Regions from separate parts of the Arachis hypogaea genome. Here region 2 is linked to region 1. The links are chromatin contacts, called in public Hi-C maps. All regions are on one chromosome and are shown on one strand. Each heading gives the region's core, a stretch centred on a gene start, on an enhancer-like site or on the middle of the called end of the contact. The rest is flanking DNA. Distances are from core to core; before and after follow the strand shown.

What was found. A called contact is a pair of places that touch in the nucleus more often than the background predicts.
Region 2: a Hi-C map of leaf shows a contact between it and region 1, with 2.7 times the contacts expected there. The contact joins the promoter of LOC112722393 here to the promoter of LOC112722392 in region 1. A contact is called at or near these places in 2 of 8 Hi-C or Micro-C datasets (both in leaf).

Annotation. Positions count from the first base shown.
Region 1 is chr11:114,001,864-114,007,380 of arahy.Tifrunner.gnm2.J5K5, reverse strand. LOC112722392 (putative DNA glycosylase At3g47830) reads left to right here and starts at 2,527. Exons shown (of 4, transcript XM_025773397.3): 1 at 2,527-2,990; 2 at 3,105-3,305; 3 at 4,584-4,640; 4 at 4,722-5,107. The coding sequence starts at 2,571. The coding sequence ends at 4,958.
Region 2 is chr11:114,635,368-114,640,884 of arahy.Tifrunner.gnm2.J5K5, reverse strand. It overlaps LOC112722393, which reads right to left and starts at 2,070. Exons shown (of 8, transcript XM_025773399.3): 1 at 1,908-2,070; 2 at 369-617; 3 at 92-290. The coding sequence starts at 587. LOC112724016 (a long non-coding RNA gene) reads left to right here and starts at 4,354. Exons shown (of 3, transcript XR_003163271.3): 1 at 4,354-4,563; 2 at 4,665-4,776; 3 at 4,858-5,312.

The DNA.
Region 1 (5,517 bases), core at 1,278-3,777:
TTAAATTAATATACACTATTTATATATTTCTGATGCTTATTATTTAACTTAAAAAAAATTATATATAATAGAGCACTCCTTAATAAAAAATACAAAAAGTTACTAGAATTTGGTGTCCAATTTTTTTTAGACTTCGTATATCCTTACATAATTTATTTCATAAAATAAATTTAGTGGACAAAATAATAATTTTTTTTAATATTCCATCTTTATCATATAGTATATAAATAATTAAAAAATTAAAATAAATAATGTATTCATAAAACTAATAATAACAAATAGAATAAAGAGAAAAAAATTAACATATCGCCTATTTTTTGCCACGTGTATTTTTAAATCTGAGTGATTAAATATATTTTACAAAGTAATAAGTATAAAATGAAAATAAATTTGTTTCTTTAAATTATTAATTTAATAATATTAAATATATAATAAATTTCTAATGTGAAATGTTAACATATTAACACAAAAAATAAAGATAAATTAGAGTATAACAAATAAACTATTTTTTAAAAAATATTTCTGCAATTTTAACGGACAAAATACTCATCATATTATTAATTTATCATAATAAATTAAAAAAATAAATTTAAAAATGTCACAAATTAATGGACGATATTCAAACTTTGAAAAAAATCAATAAAAAAATTATAATAGAAGAATATTATTTTTAAAATATTCTCTATTTTAGAATAAAATTAAACAAATTTAAAATAATTAAAATCACCTTTATACGTGACATAAAAGTTAACTTTAATCATGATAACTAATTTTACTCTTATGAATTCAAATTATGCTTATTATCTGTATTGCTCTTTAAAAATATATGTCTGGAATCATATTATAATGAAGTTGTTCAAGTAAAAGATGTGGTGATGTCCTAACTGGTTAGTACCCTATATATTTAAAACATGTAATAACGTCGTTTTAAGTCATTTTGCCTATACATTAAATCTTAGTATAGAAGATTAACAAAATTAATTAACTTAATTTACGCGATTTGATTTGATTTCTGAGAACTAATTTTTAATTCTTTTAAGATAATCTACAACATATTAAGTTTGTATTTTTTTTTTGTATTAGTATAGGTCGAGACATACACCACTGCTACTAATTCAATGCCTCAATCAATCTCTTATAATGAACCAGTTACAAACAATGCTAAAAGTCATGCAAATATGAAGTTAGTACTCACTTACTCTACTTATATTTTTAATATTTTATCTTCATCGCATAATATTCATTTAAAATATTTTTTGTATTGAATAAATTAAGAGGTTTGATATTGTACACTACTATATAAAATGCCTAATGTTAAACAAAATTATGAATTCTATAATAAAAAAAATAAAACAAATAATTAACAAATACTATAAAGTTTAAATTGGCAATACATTCATAAAACTAATAATAACAATAACTTTGTAATAAAATTTTGGTAACAACATATATCTTTTAAAATTAAATAGTAAAATTAGAAAAGATCTACCTTAAACACAAAATAACAACTATTGAAAAATAGTACAAAAATATGTCTTATTTTATCTCATGTATTTATTAATGTATTGTATAAATTATATGGATCCTTTTTATTATAGAATCTTTACCCAATTAAAAATTTAATAGATAGTAAAAATTGGTCATGAAAAAATGTGTTCTAATTTTTTAAAAAATATCAAAATACTATATTAAATATTATAAGTCAATAGCTAACTAAATTAAAAATATAGATAACATTGTATATATTTTTATGAGTTACCGGACAAATTTTTATTGAATAACTAATTTAAGTACAAACTAAAAAAATGCTACTACAAATATATTATTTAATGGCAATAACCCAATACACATAACATCATTTAGTGATAAAAAATAAATCTTAATTAAATTACAGTAACTAAATAATAAGTCCTTGATGATAAAAAAAAATTATCAAATTAAAATTTAATAATGTATGAAATATAACATAAACACAAAAAAAAAACAAAATAAAATACAATGAATAAACTAATTTTTAAAAATATTTTCGCAATTTTAGCGGACAAAATCTTCATCATATCGTTATTTTGTCATAATAAATTAAAAAAATTAAATTAAAAATATTATAAATTAATAGACGACATTCAAAACTTTTAAAGAAATACAATAGAAGCATTATCATTCTGAAAATACTTTTTGTATATTTTAGAATAGTTGAGAATAAAAATTTACTCTATCGAATATTTCACCTTATATATTACCTAGAACTTTAAACTATGGCGATTTTATATTACCTCTTTGTTATGTGGTTTTATAATTTAACATTTTAAAGTGTTTTATAGTAATTTTAATTTCAACAAAATATGATATAAATAAGATCACGCCAATATTAAAATAAAAAATATTTATCTAATAAATTTAAAAAATAAATAATATATTAATAAAAAAATAAAATTAATTTCTTAAAAATAATAGAAAAGCAGGCTAAATTCGTGCCTGTTGAGCCGCTAGTATATATTAATTTGATTATTAACCCTGGTTAATTGCTTACTAGAAAGAGACGAACTAAGATTAAAGCGTTACACAGAAGAATGGATAAAAAGAAGATCCTCAAGAGGAAGCAGCATCAGCTGCAAGTGGAGGCGGAGCTCCACCGCCTCCCTAATCCGCAACCAAAATCAAAATCAGTTCGTGTTTCTTCTAAATCAGCCACCACTACCGCCACCGCCACCGCCACCGCCACGAATCCATACTCTTCTCACAGTGGCCCCACTCCACAAGAATGCCTCTCCCTACGAGACACCCTCTTAGCCCTCCACGGTTTCCCTCCCGAATTCGCCAAGTACCGCAACCGACAACACGATGACGACAACCACCACCACGCCGCTACCATCCCGCCGGAAACCGTGCTCGACGGTTTGGTCCGAACAGTGCTCTCTCAGAACACCACCGAGTCCAATTCCCAAAAGGCCTTCGATTCCCTCAAATCATCCTTCCCCACCTGGGAACATGTACGTAATTCCATTTCTATTTGTGCCCTAATAATTCACATTGGGGGTTTTTAGTGTAGTTATAAAATTACTTATCTGCTGTTCCAATTCGTTCCTCTTTTTTTTGGGTGGAAGGTGCTTGGTGCGGATTCGAAGGAGTTGGAGAATGCGATTCGATGCGGGGGTTTGGCACCCACAAAGGCCTCGTGTATTAAGAACATGTTGCGTTGCTTGCTGGAGAAGAGAGGCAAGTTGTGCTTGGAGTATTTGCGAGACTTGTCCATTGATGAAGTTAAGGCTGAGCTTTCTCTTTTCAAGGGAATTGGTCCCAAAACTGTAAATCTTCTTTTCCCTTTTGTCTTTTGTTTTCAGCTTATTGATTGCTAATGTTTCTCAATGCAGCATATTGTAGGAACATGTTTTAATTAATGCAGCATATCTTAGTTAGAAGTATTTCCTGGTAGTTTGAGCAAGATTGCATCTGTATATTGCATTAGAAACTTTGTTCTAGCAATGTGTGGTATTTGGCTTGGTTAAATAAATGGAATAGGACTTGATCAATCTGTTAACACAGAGGAGCTTGGAATAGAGGAGGCAGTTTATATTCTATCCTACAGTCCTACCAAGATTCATTTGTTATAGGGATTTGGGATCATTTGGTAGATTGGCTTCTAGGAACAACTTTTGAATAGTAGTGAAGTCCTGAGTCTTGACTAAGTACGGTCAGCTACATGGATTGACATATTTTAAGGAAAAACTTAATTACAAAACAACTAGAAAAGGAGGCTGATGGGCATGTGTCTTTATTGGGATCTTGTGTTCTGTAATTGCTGTGACTGATCACAGCACAATATTGTAGGGTTAAAATCTTGCTCTGACCATCCTTTTTAATGCATGTTGGATTTTCTTATCCAAATATGGTTTGGAAATAATCAGCTTTTCTGTCATCATATTGCTTATGTTATAAGACACTGTTATCTTCATTAATCTTTTGACTAATAGGAGGAGAATTTTCTATTCATGTCTTAATTAAGAAAGACTTCTGTTTTCGGGATATATTGGATACACATTCATTTTCCTCGATTCGTAATAGTAATGGAAATTGCTTCCTTTTTTACAACCAAGAAAAAAATAATGACTGCCTCTCATGGTATGTGTTTAATAGTTTATTGTGCTAATAATCCTTAAAACATGAAGCTAATAACAGTGATGATTCCATTTCTTCCCAGTAGTTAGTATTATCATGCTGAAATTCTAAAATTTCTCCCTCTACTCCCTTTTATTTATCACCATTTCATTTTGGTACATCTTTGAATCAATTGATTTTGATACAAATTGTATTAAGATATGTTGTTCAACTTAAACAAACAGTTAACCAATAACAAAGCTTTATCCCACTAGGTGGGATCAGCTATATGTTTCAAATGACGCCATTGCACTTTGTCATAAATCATGTCTGGAGTCAACCCATTAAGATACATTGTTCAAATAACGCACCAAAAAGTAACAGCAATAGATACAAAAGGAATAGAGGGAGTAGGATTCGATCAAACACAGATGTGTCTTCCATTTCTGGTTTATGTTGGGTTTGCTAAAGTATGGAATTGATAATAGGTGGCTTGTGTGTTGATGTTCAATCTTCAGCTAGATGATTTTCCCGTTGACACTCACGTAAGTATTATGACTTAATCATTCTTTGTACAGAACATGAATTCGTTTTTCTATTCCTAACACAGTTGAATATTTATGCAGATTTTTGAGATAGCAAAAACAATTGGTTGGGTGCCAGCTGCTGCTGACAGAAACAAGACATATCTTCATCTAAACGAAAGGATCCCAAATGAACTTAAATTTGACCTGAATTGTCTCATGTATACACATGGGAAGCTTTGCCGTAAATGCACAAGTAAAAAGGGTAACAAGCAACGAGAGAAATGTGATGATAATAACTCCTGTCCTATATTGAATTATTGTAAAGAACCAGTTTGAACTTTGATGCTCAGAACTTGTATTGTATAGAACTAACTAGTGGTAATAACGTAGGTTGGAGACTATTTTAAAGTGTTAGTTGAATTGAAAGAGAAGCTCACAATTATGTGTGGTAAGTGAGTCGGTCTCACCGTCTCAGTCAACACCAAGTGACGTCTACTAGTATTCTCAAAGGTTGCAGTTGGTTAGGAAAACAAAGAATATTAAAAACATCACAGAGAGACATTAAAATTAATATTTTTATATTTTAGTGATAAAACTAAATATATAAACATAAATTATAAAAAAATAATTTACTCATTTTTTTATAAAAGAAATTTAGAAACAAATACAATGATAAAAAATATAATTATAAAAGATTGATATGAATAATGAAAGAAAAATAAAAGAATAAGGTGTATTTTTTATAGTATTTTTGTGTTTTTTTTAATTAAAAAAATATAAAATATATTTAGTATTTTAAAATACAATGTTTGTGATTATATTTTAGAAAAATTTTCCATGTACAAGCGTTTTCTTATACAAATCTTTACAGGTGTACCTTCCTCCTTTTCTTGCG
Region 2 (5,517 bases), core at 821-3,320, 630 kb before region 1:
CCATTTCAATTGCAAAAACAGAGAATATCACAACTCGCAAAAAAGGAACTGAATCTAATTACACAAGGAAAAAAAAGCAGCGAAAATTCACCTGGACAAGCTATGGCCAAAACAACTCCGGGAAGACCAGCACCTGTTCCAACGTCCACGAGGCTAAGCTTCTCATGTGGCGGCGCGCCGCCGCAGCGCGTGCGGTAGCAATCCCTAAGAGGAGGGAGGATCGCGAGCGAGTCCTCGACGTGCCTCTCCATGACTTCATCGGCGTCTTTGACTGCGGTGAGATTCATGCGCTGCAATTGAAAACGCGGAAATTAAGTGTTAATGTAGTTGAAGAGTTGAAAGAATTGGAAAGTATGTATTATGTATACCTTGTTCCATTGGAGAATAGCGTGAACGTAGAGATGGATCTGGTGTCTCTGGCGGGAGGATAGGGATCGGAAGTGGGAAAGAGTGGCGAGGGATTTGACGGTGGTTTTGCGGTGGCAGCGAGTGGTGGGTTTGTTGTTGGGCGTAAGGTGTTTGAAGAAAGTCGCAGGAGAAAAAGTGTACAAGTTGAGAAGCATGCAGCGACTGTTACTAAGCAACATCTCCCAGTGCGCGCTTTTACTTTCCCCGCGCTTCACTCAAAGGAATTTCTTTCAACAGTAGCATTTTTAATCATGATAAAATTGTTAAATATATTTATAAGCATTATTGTAATTTGTATTTGTTTAAAACAATATATATATATATTTTTGGACTTGAAACAATATTTCTTGGACACTAATAAAAATAAAGAAATGTCTTCTTTTTGTTTTTTTGTTTTTTTGCTTTTTTGTTTTTTTTGGTCAAGAATGTCTTCTTTTTGTTAATTCGGCATTTTGCTTAGTCATGGGCTTATGCCCGGTATAGTGCCGTTATTGTATTATGAGTTTATGACTAAGCTTTTGGGACTTCCTTTATAGGGGCTCGGGTGTTAGAACAAACCAGTCAACCAAGAATCCATGAGCCGAAAGAGAAAAGAAAGAAAAAAACAATGGATGCCCTTGCAGTTGAGATTTGGTATAACAAATTTGTCATAGACATGAATTTTAGAAAAATGCTATACATCTAAATTTTTTTATAGTTTAATTATTCTGTTAGTCTTATAATTTTGCGAAATTTTCAATTAGGTCTTATATTTTTTTCTTTTTAATTGAGTCCTTGCACCAATTTTTTTTTTTAAATTGGGTCATTACACTTTTTTTTCCTTTTATTTAGGTTTCTATACCAATTCTTTTTTTTAGTGGGTCCTATAAAATTAAGCCAATTACTACTAAAAGGGACTTAATTGAAAAAAAAAATAGTGCAGAAACCCAATTAAAAGAAAAAAAAGTATATAAACCTAATTGAAAATTTCACAAAACTATAAAGACCAATAGAGTAATTAAACCTTTTTTTATTAACCAAGTCTAACTAAATACTTAAACATAATAAAAATTAGTCATGACTAATATTATTTTAAATCTTATTGTTTATTTGGTTAGACTTACTTCATAAACAAATTTGAATGTACAACATTATTAATCTTGTTTGATTGAGCATAAACTCCTAGCAAATGTCTCAAATTTCCTAGATTGAAGGCGTTAATCTTTTCTCAATAACGCAATGCTTATATAAAAAAAAAGGATAAATTTCCTAAAAGAAAATATTAAAAAAAGTTAAAAAAGAATCAAACAAAAAAGCGAATAATCTTTCTCCCAAATGAAGAAGGGACAAAAACCAAAGAAACTAGAATTTCCTTTTCATTTCTCCAAAAAAATTTTCAATTTTATCTGAGTGATTTTATAATCTTCCAAATTCAATAACCATGCACTTGAATCCACATAAATCCATAACCAAATCATGAATAAAACCATGAAAAATGACAAACCAAGAAATAGAACTACCCAAACATGCTTCTTCCATCATATATGTTTCGCTTTCTGGCGATGGCGATCGTTGACCATGCAACCACCACCTTTTGCGCCACTGCTAGTGAGAAATCCCTTGTTTTACCTTGTTTTCCAGTGAGCCGCTATTGTCTTTGACTTCTCCGTTGATGGCCTCCACCAGTCCACCACCCTCTTCTTCTTCAACAATATTCCCTCCTATGGCTTCTCCCAAATTTACAACCTCACATAATTATTGTAAGAATTAGCTATCAACTTAATGTGTCAGGTCATCTTTTTATAACAACATAGATAGAAGGGCTAATGTAAATTATGTTTTAAAATTTGAGGGTTTAAATTTGGTCAATTAAAAATTGAAAAATTAATTTTGTAGTCTTATGAAGTCATTTTAAGTACAAAAATGCTATTGTACACAGCTTTCAGCCATTCTCTACAAATACGATAAAATACCGGTTTAATTAGGTATCTTTTAAAAATAGGATAACATTCAGCCTTTTATTATAATAATTAAAAAAATTAAAATAAACACAACTAAAAATTATGAATAGATTTATTGTCTTTTTAAAATTAAATACACATTCAAAATACAATCTAAAAAAAATTAAAATTTAAAATTTAAATTTTAAATTTCTGTTTCAGATTTAATATATTTAATTATTAATATATTATAATTTAAATACATATCTAAAAATCAAATTATTCAAAATTCAAAATTTTAATTTTAAAATTATAAAATAAACCTTAAACTATCAAATTATTAATTAAACTCGTACAATAACACTCAAAGAAGTAGAGAAGTCACGTTTGCGCCATGTCGAAAATCCAGAGGCGCACATGGAAAACTCAGAGGTGCACATCGAGAAGTCATCCTCCGCTGTCGGTTCATCCGTGCCACCTTCCTCTTCCGCGCTCATCCTCAACGCTGTCTTCCTCCTTTTCGGCGCTCATTTACAACGCTGTCTTTTTAATGTTTAAATTTAAATTTTAGATTTATGATTTTGGATGTGTTTTAAAAATATTTTATGTATAACTTCATAATTTTAGATGTGTTACAATTATTTTTTAATGTTTAAATTTAGATTTTAGATTTATGATTTTGGATGTGTTTCAAAAATATTTTCTGTATAACTTCATAATTTTAGATGTGTTACAATTATTTTTTAATGTTTAAATTTAGATTTTAGATTTATGATTTTATATTTTCTGTATAACTTCATAATTTTAGATGTGTTACAATTGTTTTTTAATGTTTAAATTTAAATTTTAGATTTATGATTTTGGATGTGTTTTAAAAATATTTTTTGTATAACTTAATATTTTAGATGTGTTACAATTGAAAAAGAAACTGCAATTGAAAATATTTTAGTTTATGTATATAATTATATTCGACCATTCATAATTGTATTATTAACATTTATATTGTATTATTAAAGTTGACTGATTTTAGATGTGTTTTAAAAATATTTTGTATAAAATATCATACTATCAGATGTGTTATAATCGAAAAATAACAACACAATTTTAAATTAATTGTTGATTATAATAATTTTGAAAACTAATAAGTATCGAAAAAAATTTAACTGATAATTTAAATAATAAATATTATTTTCATTTGATCGAATAAAAAATCAAAAGATTAATTGTATTATTAACGTTTAAATTTAAATATTTAAAGTTAGCCTGATTTTGGATGTGTTTTAAAAATATTTTGAATAAAATATCATACTATCATGTGTTATAATTGATAAATAACAAGAGAATTTTTATGACCATATCAACTACATCTTCTCTCTTAAACTCCAGATTTTTTTTGCTTCTTTGCTCAAACTACTTATGTAGATAGTACTTTATTTGCAACAACTTTATTAATAAAATTAAATAAGATCAACTTTGTTCCAATTAAATCAGCAGAGTATTTTTATGTTTAAATTAAAATATAATTAAAAATATTGAACATGGTATTTCTTAACAAATTACATAAACACATGTGTGGAAATTAATGATACCTTTCACCAAATGCAAAATGAGAGAGTACTTCAGCTGGAAGGTGGTGATGGTCTTCACCAATAAAGACGAGATGGAGAATTCAGCTGGCAGCGTCCTTTTTGATTTGGAATTCACTAATGCGTGTGAATGTCCCATAGAATAAAGAATTTAAAAAACTGTATTTGTTACGTAAAGTTACGAAAGTAAAGCAAAGTCACTGTAACCACCAATGAAGTGGGTGGGTTTTAAAATTTAAATTTAAATTAAAATCTAATTATAGATATGTATCTACAAAATAGGAACATGTTACACTAAAAAAATAATTAAATATTATTTAAATCTAATTAAAGACTGATTAAAGACTGATTATTATTGTACAACTAGCATTTCCCATAAAATACATAAGTTAATGAAAAGGGTTACAATATATGTATAGAAGTAACTAATAACATATCATGCGCACACCAAAACAGAACCACGACCCAGCTAACCCAGTTTCTTCGATCACGCCACTCCTAATCAATTTCTTCTTTTTTCCGCACAGTGCCTCTTCTCAATTTCTTCTGTTCTCAGCGCATCGCCTCTTTTTAGTGTCGTTCATCTCCTGTTTTTATCGCTGCTGTCTCTTCTTTTCTCAGTATGCTTCACTCTCCTCTTCTAATCAAAGGTAAGTTTCTCAGATCAATTATTTATACCGGTGGCTGATTTTAATGTACATCTAATATAACTGTTTTGACTTTTGAGTATTAACTCATTTTTCCATTCCAGCCACAACTAAAAAGTCAAATGCTCTAAAATAAACCACCAACACTCAGCCCAGATTTGTCTTTCCTCTCTAGTTGCCACTACAGCAACCTTTCGCCAGCGCAGTTCAGATTTGGTGAGTTTCATCCTTCACATTCATATCTGCTCCTTCCATTTTTCTTGGGTCTGAAGGATTTCTTTGTCTTTCTTTTGTCAGGACCTAAGAGGCCCAAAAAATTCCACAATCCTCCATGATTGCTGCTTTGGTCACACTCCAAAGGCGCCTCCTTGCCGCAAAATCAGAGCTCGCCATCCCAATCTCTATCACTTATGTGACTCGCCATCACTCTTAAGCATATCATTAAGAAAGGCCAGCAATCTCCAATTGGTGAACCACAAAGAATGAACTTCCTATGTCGATAATGGGGACAACTAAAAAACATAAATATAACCCATCAACTTCCTTACTCCTGAGTTGGTCCTTCAATATTAACTTGACGGGCAAGTCTCTTTTATGTAATCAAAGTTAGTTCATTTTTCATTTTAAACAAACTTAACTTTCTCCAAATACAACACTCAATTTGCTAAAACCATAAAACTAAGGATTTGGTGTTATTTCTCATATGTGGAACTGAACAAAAAATACTAGAAATATAGATGTCTCTATTATTATATGATCTTTGCCCTCACAATAAATTATAATGATCTTCTTAAAATTCATGTTAAAAGTTTTGTTTCATTAAACTTAATATGCAGTAATATTTATCTTAGTAAATTTAATTTAGTATATATCAAAACTCTAAATAAATAACTAAATCAATTAAATAAAAAAGTAATAAGTAGTGGTAATGTATTTTCCGAAACTAACCAACTAGTT